2 separate regions of the Mus musculus genome follow, and region 1 is linked to region 2. Evidence: chromatin contacts called from public HiChIP or PLAC-seq data. All regions are on one chromosome and are shown on one strand. The core of a region is the stretch at or near the end of the contact, and the rest is flanking DNA. Distances in the headings are between cores, read along the strand shown.

What was found. HiChIP or PLAC-seq counts read pairs in DNA pulled down with a chosen protein or histone mark.
Region 1: a FOXA1 HiChIP or PLAC-seq map of pancreatic cancer cells shows a contact between it and region 2. The contact joins two enhancer-like sites. A contact is called at or near these places in 1 of 15 datasets of contacts at CTCF or cohesin (the NIH/3T3 cell line), 2 of 484 Hi-C or Micro-C datasets (the MC3T3-E1 cell line and pancreatic cancer cells) and 2 of 115 datasets of contacts at active chromatin or transcription factors (fibro-adipogenic progenitors and pancreatic cancer cells).

Annotation. Positions count from the first base shown.
Region 1 is chr4:55,925,389-55,929,432 of GRCm38.p6, forward strand. No RefSeq gene overlaps it. Among named protein-coding and RNA genes, the nearest start is that of Gm34482, 26 kb to the right of the region's middle. Within about 2 kb of position 2,178, at least 35 of the 459 cell types and tissues checked have an H3K27ac peak or open chromatin away from gene starts, as enhancers often do. A contact at or near this core is called in pancreatic cancer cells, where this site is marked.
Region 2 is chr4:55,720,761-55,724,609 of GRCm38.p6, forward strand. No RefSeq gene overlaps it. Among named protein-coding and RNA genes, the nearest start is that of Gm12511, 150 kb to the left of the region's middle. Within about 2 kb of position 1,766, at least 70 of the 459 cell types and tissues checked have an H3K27ac peak or open chromatin away from gene starts, as enhancers often do. A contact at or near this core is called in pancreatic cancer cells, where this site is marked.

The DNA of each region.
Region 1 (4,044 bases), core at 928-3,427, 210 kb after region 2:
GGGACCGGATTTGTTCCATCTGTTTGCCGATCTGACTCCTTATTCTATGGCACCAACCTCACTATTTCACCGCTGTGCTTCAGGAGATGGTCTGCAGGTATCTGAGCTTTGTCAGTGTGGATGCTCCTCTCCTCTCATCATAACCTGGATTAGCATTTCCATGCACAGAGATCACAGGAAGCAGTTTGGTTACAGCTAAACAGATCTGGCAGAGGGAGAGTTTACATTCTTAGAGAATAACATGACTTGGCCTTGTTAACCATTTGATAGGAGACCATTGTTTGATCTTAACAAGGCAACATGGAGTTGGTAGGAGTAGGTACCATGTGATCAAATATTGAAGTGGGCCCATTTTCCAAAAAACTAAGAGAACGACCAGTTATAGAAGGAAATCTGGTTACCTTAGCCAGGATAGGTGAGTCTCTTATATCTTCATCCTGTAAGGAAACTTTGAAATAAGTCTTAAAAAAGCCAATTTTATTGACTTTTTAAAAGATGGAATTTCATGTATTCCAAGCAGAGCTTGAATTTGCCCTGTAGCCAAGAGTGAGTTGGAACCCATGATCTTCCTCCTTCTCCTTCCATGCTAGGATTACAAGAGTGTGCCTACCACCTTGTCTCTCTGAGCAGTATCCCTAACTCCTTGTCTGGCAACTGACATTGGCAATTGGAAATCACTGCATGAACTAAAGGAAGCAAAGTTATCTGTCATTGAGGTTGTGACACATCTGAGTGTTTTGTTTCTCTCTTCACTGAGGATAGCAGCCCTCTCTGCTGAGACACAGGGGTATCTTCCTCAAAGGGCTGTCTACATCTTGCTTTCAAGGAAATAAAGTGAGTCTAGAACTCATCTTGCATCCCCTGAGTCTCTGCTGCCTGTAACTCATTATATTAATTACACCCAGGCTGCACATTTTGGGGGTGAAATGTTTTTATCCTTTAGGAGAAAGTCAGATCATAGAAACAATAAATCTGAAATTGTCAACAGCATCCCCCAAATTTTAGAACATGCAAATATGCCCAGTGGGGATCCAGTGCTAATGCAAGCACTGACTTCAAGGCTGCTCCTTTTATCACTTGCACAGTTTTCCTGGTCTACTGATAACTGGTCATGCCGTACTTTTCATTATTCTGGCTGCTGCTGCTAGCTGCTGCAGTCACTGTTCCTCTTCTTCGTTCTTTTCCTCCTCCCTCTCCTCTACTTTATCCTCCTCCTCCTCCTCCTGCCCCTCCTGCTTCTCCTCCTCCTCCTCCTCCTCTTCCTCCTCCTCCTCCTCTTCTTGCTCCTCCTTTTGTTCTTCTTTTTGGTTTGTGTTTGACTGTGTTACCTGGGTCTCACTCTATCCCACTCACTCTGTAGCCTTGAACTCACGGTTATCTATCTCCCTGTCACAGTCTTTTAAGTGCTAGGGATGATAGGCATGAGCTGCTATACCTGCTCATCCCTGCTTATCCTGCTTCTTGACTGACCGTGCTTGCTGTACCCCCAGGATACCATACCAGCTCTCCTCCATCTTACTGGCCCTGAGTACTCTTTTATACAACTCAGTTTATATGTTCATTTTGCCTTCACCTGGGCAATAATTCTCCATCCTTAAAATAATTCCATTAACCTGTGTATGTCCTGTCCATGTCGAGTCTGATTAGGATCCTGGAAAGGACAAATATATGAGATCTTACTTCTCTATGCAGACATAGCATTAGGTAGCTGTAAGGCCATTAACATAGAGGAGAGAGTGCTGGGAAGAAACGTTATCACTGGGAAGAGAGCAACAAGCATCAAGAAAAGATGCCTTAGAGGAAAGAGGTCACTGTGAACCCCTTCAGACAAGAAGGATTGAACCAGGGACAGGGGAGGCTATAGGTGGAGTGATGCAGGCCAAACAAGCATCAAGTGCACAAATGTAAAGCTCTCAGCTTACACCCCCCAGCCAGGTTACAGGACCCACAAGGAAAATAACACTGTGTTATTTCCTAATATAACCTGGGCCAGGGATCAGTCTTAGAGACTGAAAATATATCTAGCTTACCTCTTATTTTGTTTAATTCATGATGTTGTTAAGAGTTTTATATTTTTAAACGACTAGGAAAAATTACTCAACCGATCAGGACTACTTCATGACACATAAAAATGCTATGCAATTCAGATGTCAGCATCCATGCATATAGTCATATCAGAACCCAGCCACGCCTGCTTATGTATGCATTACCCAGCACTGCTTCTGAGCTATTGTAGCTGAAGTGAGTAATAGCAGGAGACCATTTGGCTCATGAAGTCTAAATCATTTCTTATCTTGCCCTTTACAGGAAAAGCTTGTTGACTTGTGGCTTAGGCTAAAGAATCCGACTACTGAGGCTCCAGTTCTGAACTCTCTTTCTCCCACCTGTGTGATTTTGGACCATCAATTTTTTTCACATTTTTTTAATTGGATATTTTCTTTATATACATTTCAAATTTCAAATTCTATCCTCCCCCTATATCCTCCCCCCTGCCATGTTCCCCTACTCATCCACTCCCGCTTTTTGGCCCTGGCATTCTCCTGTACTCGGGCATATAAGGTTTGCTAGACTGAGGGGCCTCTCTTCCCAATGATGGCCAACTAGGCCATCCTCTGCTACATATGCAGCTAGAGACACGAGCTCTGGGGGTACTGGTTAGTTCATATTGCTGTTTGGACCAACAATTTTATCATCACTCCCTGTCACTGTTTTCCCATTTGAGGATAAACATGAGTTGTTATGGAAACTGGGTTAGTACACTCTAACCTGGGAGGTTTAGAGTAGTGTCTTGCACATAACAAGCTCTCAGTAAATGTTTCTTATTCCCTTTGTGGCGGAGGAGCTCAGCTGCAGGCTTGGCATCTTTTCTTATTCAGAGGATATTTCTTGAAAGAATGAAACCGTGAGGAAGTGCATTGAGGTGTGTCCTCGAGACCATCACTAGCTCTGTGCTGCTTTCCAAAGGGGCTGAGGAGGGAATTCCAGTCTCCAGTGCCTTTTCCACTCTCCAGCATCGCCGGAACATCTGCTAGTAATCTTGGTCTTGTGGCATTTTTTTCCCTTCTGTTTTTGTTAATTTTTAAAAGAATCTTTGGGCTGTGGATGATGGAGAGAAAAAGTCCAGGGTGAGGGGCGATGACTGTGGAGTGTGTGCAGTGGGGAACAACTAGTATGGACTTTTGACATGAGAGATAATGTTTCCAGAGAGTAAGGGGCCCCCAACATAAAAAAAAATTCTCCAAGAAAAAGAGAACTAGTAACTATTTCTTAGAGTCTCCTTGGAGCACTGTAGGCAGATGGTGTGTTTTAATATGAGAGACTTGTTCCAGCCTCCCAGGGCAACCAGCGCGTGGCCATGGGTCCAGAAAGGCAGCTTGCTCATCCGTAGGCTGAATACTTCTGTGTAACAAGACTCTCTTGCGGCTTAGAAAAGGCTTTCAGTCTCCTTGAGACATCTGTTTTGTAAAAATCAGCCCAGCACGCTCAGAGCATCACCAACAGAGTCTGTATTCATCCTTCAGGGGCCATTTTATCTGCACACTGACTGAGACCCTAAAAACTCGGAGCCAAATCCTGTCCCGCATCATTACCCACCCGGATTCTTGATGATTTTAGTTTCTATAATCAGGGCAACATTATCTTTACCTCGCAAAGAGCGGAGTGTGGATTCGCATCTCATTGTCCACAGAGTTCCAACCATTAGCACCGAATTGGTGAGTGGGTTTTTACCAGCTATGTGTCCAGTTTCAGTGGAGAGGAGGAGAAACAAAACCCACAACCGCAGTGTGGCCAAGTAATTGCTTTCAATGTACTGAACAGTCTGAGCCCTGTCTCACTACAAGCAACTCAGCCTGTGGACTGCACTGAGCTTGCTTCAAGCTTGTTCCTTGTTTACAGTTCTGCAGCTTACCCCGAGCGGGGGAGGGGGGAGGGGGGAGGACGCAATGCGTGACTCTTATGCACTTACCTCCCAGTACATCCCGTACATGGAGAACTGGAATCTCGCTTGGACGATAATTACCGTGATTATAATTCCCCCGTGGA
Region 2 (3,849 bases), core at 516-3,015:
TATCCACCTTTTTTTGGGGGGGTGGGGGTGAGGGTTGGGACATGATCTCTTACTGGGACCCAGGGCTCTCAATTAGGCCACACTGGCTGCCCACCATGCTTTAGTGATCTGAGTGTCTCTGCTGTCCCAGTGCAGGAATTACAGGGCAAATGCTTTGCTCGCTGAACACTCCCCTCAGTTCCACACACACGCAGATTGTTCTTTAAACCCTGCTCAATCTTCCCTCTCCATGACTTGGGCAGCTACACCTGAGTCCCAGCTAATCCTGTGAACAGTCTCAGGGCAGCTGGGGGTTTCTCTCAGGAAGTTGATGCATAGAAGTAGGTAACAGATCCCTTGACATTTTGACACGAAGAAGAGAGGGACAGAACATGGCTAAGTACCTTCAATGAGCCTAGCCCCTTGTCAGAGACATCCAACTGTAATGGGAATTCAATTGAGCTCATAAGAAGTGATAGAACTTCCTGAACAGTCCTGTAAACAAGGTGGGGCTAGGGGCTCTGAGCATCAAAAAGCTCTTTGTAGGCTCTTCGGAGAACACCCAAGCAAGCTACACATCGTCGGGTCAACGAAAACCAAGCTTTGTGAGAAGGAAGATCCTGGGAGAAAATGGTTTGAATATCCACTTCAAGTCAGTGGACATCAGGTTAAACTGCTGTTGGTGCAAGCTGCAGAGGCACAGGGGGATAGGGAAACACACGGGATCTGGGGTGGGGCTGGGGCATTTATTTACAGCAGATTTCAGATCGTGAATAGGTGTTTTCTGGTCAGTGAAGAGAGGAAAGCAGTAATATATGCCATCATGTTTAAAAGCTTTTCAGTAGGTTCAGCATGACTGTGGCCATTGGGAGGAGTGGATAGCAATAAGACTCTAGAGAGCCCTAGACAGACTAGCAGGTGTAGGAGCCGACAAGCCAGGGCCGTAGCCTTATACTGAGGAGGGCTCTGACCAAGAGGAGATGCTTTTCCTGTCCCAAGTTGACTTGAACCCAGACCCTATGCCCTTCTATTTCCTGTTTCGTCCCTGATTAGCATAAGCAAGTGACTCTCTAATTTGGGAACTGTTCCAAGAGCACACAATGCTAAAACCCCAACAGAAAGCTGGGAATTTCAAAAAGAGGCATGCCCAGGCAGGGACCCAGCTCCTGAGGGATGGGTGGACAGGAGGAGGGTTGACAGGAAGCCAGCTCAGACCTCTCTTTAAGCTGCTTCTCCTCTGGGGGGAATTGGGGTGTGTGTGTCTTGTAGCAAATATTTGTCACCAGAGGGAAATCTTGGCTGGCCTCAGGATCGCAGATAATTAAGAGATATGATTTATCACTGGCAATGTCTCCAGGCCTGGCCAGAGCATGAGTAAATGTTTTCCAAGCTGCTTGGCCTTTCGCTCAGCCACACTGCTGGGGAGGCTCTGCTTGCATGCCAGGGATCTCAAGTTGTTTGAACTGTGATATAGCAGCAGGGATAGGGGGTGAGCCTGTAGTGCGTCCCAACAAAGGTCCCCTGGGCAGCTAGTCCTGGCTTTTGACAGAAAGGTGGTCTGGTAAAAATCAATAGAACCAGGCAGGTTTGGGAGGAATTCCCACATATATAACAGTGGGCAACTCGCTTGGCTTAACTGATCTGCCTCAGTTTCCTAGTATTTGGAATTAACAGAGAGATTTGAAATGAAGCAATGTTGAGCCGCAGGGAACACTTAGTAATGCCTGGAAGAATTCTTTGGTTGTCACAACTCTGAGAAGGCCATATAGGGAGCGGGAAGAGGTCAGAGTTGCTGGTGAGTGCTGAATGACGACCACGGGATGGCCCTGCCAGTCCTTGGCTCCTGTGTCCCCAGGGCTGAGACTGAGAAATCCTGAGGCATAGTGATGACATAGAGTAGTTGGCGATGTAAGTGACAGCACGTGGGCTGTACTGCTCTGCTGGACATGAAGTGGCCCCGACTGTGCTAAGTCATTACCATGGAAGTTACGAAAGTCATTAAAAAAAAACACACACACTTTAAGGCTACCACCAGTCTGAGGTAGATTTGGAGGAAAAGGCCACCTGAATACAGAAGGACAAATTAGACCTCCCCCACCCCAAAGAGCTCCTCTCTCCTCCCTCTTTTCCTTCTCCTCTGCCCTTTTGTTCACCATTTATTGAGCATGGATTTTTTTTATTAGGAGCTAGAGATTTGAGCTGTGGAATTGACTAGAAGAATAACTTGTATGTCTTTGAAATGTCCCTCAAATAGATCACTATTGATTTTATGAAAAAGAATCCCATAAAGAAAAGCACAATGAGCTATATAGACAAGTTGGTGGCAAGTGTGTGTCTATAGTCACAGCAGTGCAAGGTGAGTTCCCTGAGGCCTGCCTGCAGGGTGTGAGGTCAGCATCCTACCCCATTTTAGTGATCCCCTCCCTGTCCAGTGGATGACTGGAGTCCTTTCCAGATGACTAGCTGCTGTTGGCCTGAGGTGAGGGGCCCTGGGCCAGACCCTGAGTGAGATGTGGATCTGAGCATCCGCTCAGGGACCAACTCTGCTTATGGGCCTGCCCTGCAGCTGGCCATGGGAGTGTTTGCAGAAGGAGAGGAGGGATTGCTGAACAGCTCCCATGTGCCCATCCTGCATTGAAAGGAGCCTGGCTAGATGCCTGGGGCAAGCTGTTGGCTCTTGTTTTCTCTGAAGAGATTGGAGGGGAGTATTTGTATTCCATCTTAAAGCCCTGGCAGCAGGTTTAGGGTTGTCTTGCCACAGCAGAGGCAAAAGCCAGCTTCTAATTTAGAAGTGTGTCTGTAAATGAGAACACACACACACACACACACACACACACACACACACACACACACACACAGAGTGAGAGAGAGAGCGCCATAATTCTCTCTCTCTCTCTCTCTCTCTCTCTCTCTCTCTCTCTCTCTCTCTCAAATTAGCCTCTAGGGTTTCCCCCCTAGTACTTCCAGCCATGGCAAGATGTACCCCTCAAGGAAATGCAATCAATAGGATCGGGTGCTCATAGGACAAAAGAGGCAAGCATAGGAGAGATCAGGTTGCTAGAACTCCCTGCATTTTATGCTCAAGCCTCCCCTGCCCAGAGCAGCTAGACAATGGTTTGGTCTCAGCGTTCCCATAATCCTCTTGCTCATGGTGATGCGTGCATCCCCAGGGTTGACCTCTGTAGACAGTAGCAATACTACCATTTGAATGTGTTTCTTCAAAGCTTTTGGCATGCAATTTTGGTTAATGTGTCAATACTGGAGCTGTTAGGCCCCTTCTTTTAACAAGAAGGTACCCATACCTTTCTCCAGAGAGAGGGGATGATCACTCTGAGAGTCATCTTTCTTTCCCCAGTAACTCCTTTCTGCATCTACTATTTCAATGCAGCAAGAAACCCTCACCAAGTGAAGTGACCTGATCTTGGAAGTCCACAGCTCAAGAAACTGTGAACTAGATGAATGTCTTTTATAAACTTCTGACACTCAGGTATTCTGTTATGCAACAGAAAATGCATCAAGATAGGGTGTAATGAACACTTGGGGATGAGATATTCAGGGGGTTCTATTTCAGATATAGAAGAAAAGACAAGAGGCCAGCAAGCATCTTCTGGTTGGGACTGGGTGGCTTAAGATGCTGGGTGAGGTGGAAGTTCTGGGGTAGGAGTTTGAGAAGATATATGGGTTAGGAGCAGAGTTGGTGTAGAATGGGCCAAGAATATGAGGCTTTTCTTTTCCTGGGATCACTGCCAATAAACCAGTCAGGTCTGAGATTTATGGGAGAGCCATCCCAGAATCCCAAAAGAAAGGATCTATGAAGAATTTTGGACAGTCAGTGAATGGAGAGGCGAAGCTGACTCCTGGCTGTGAGTC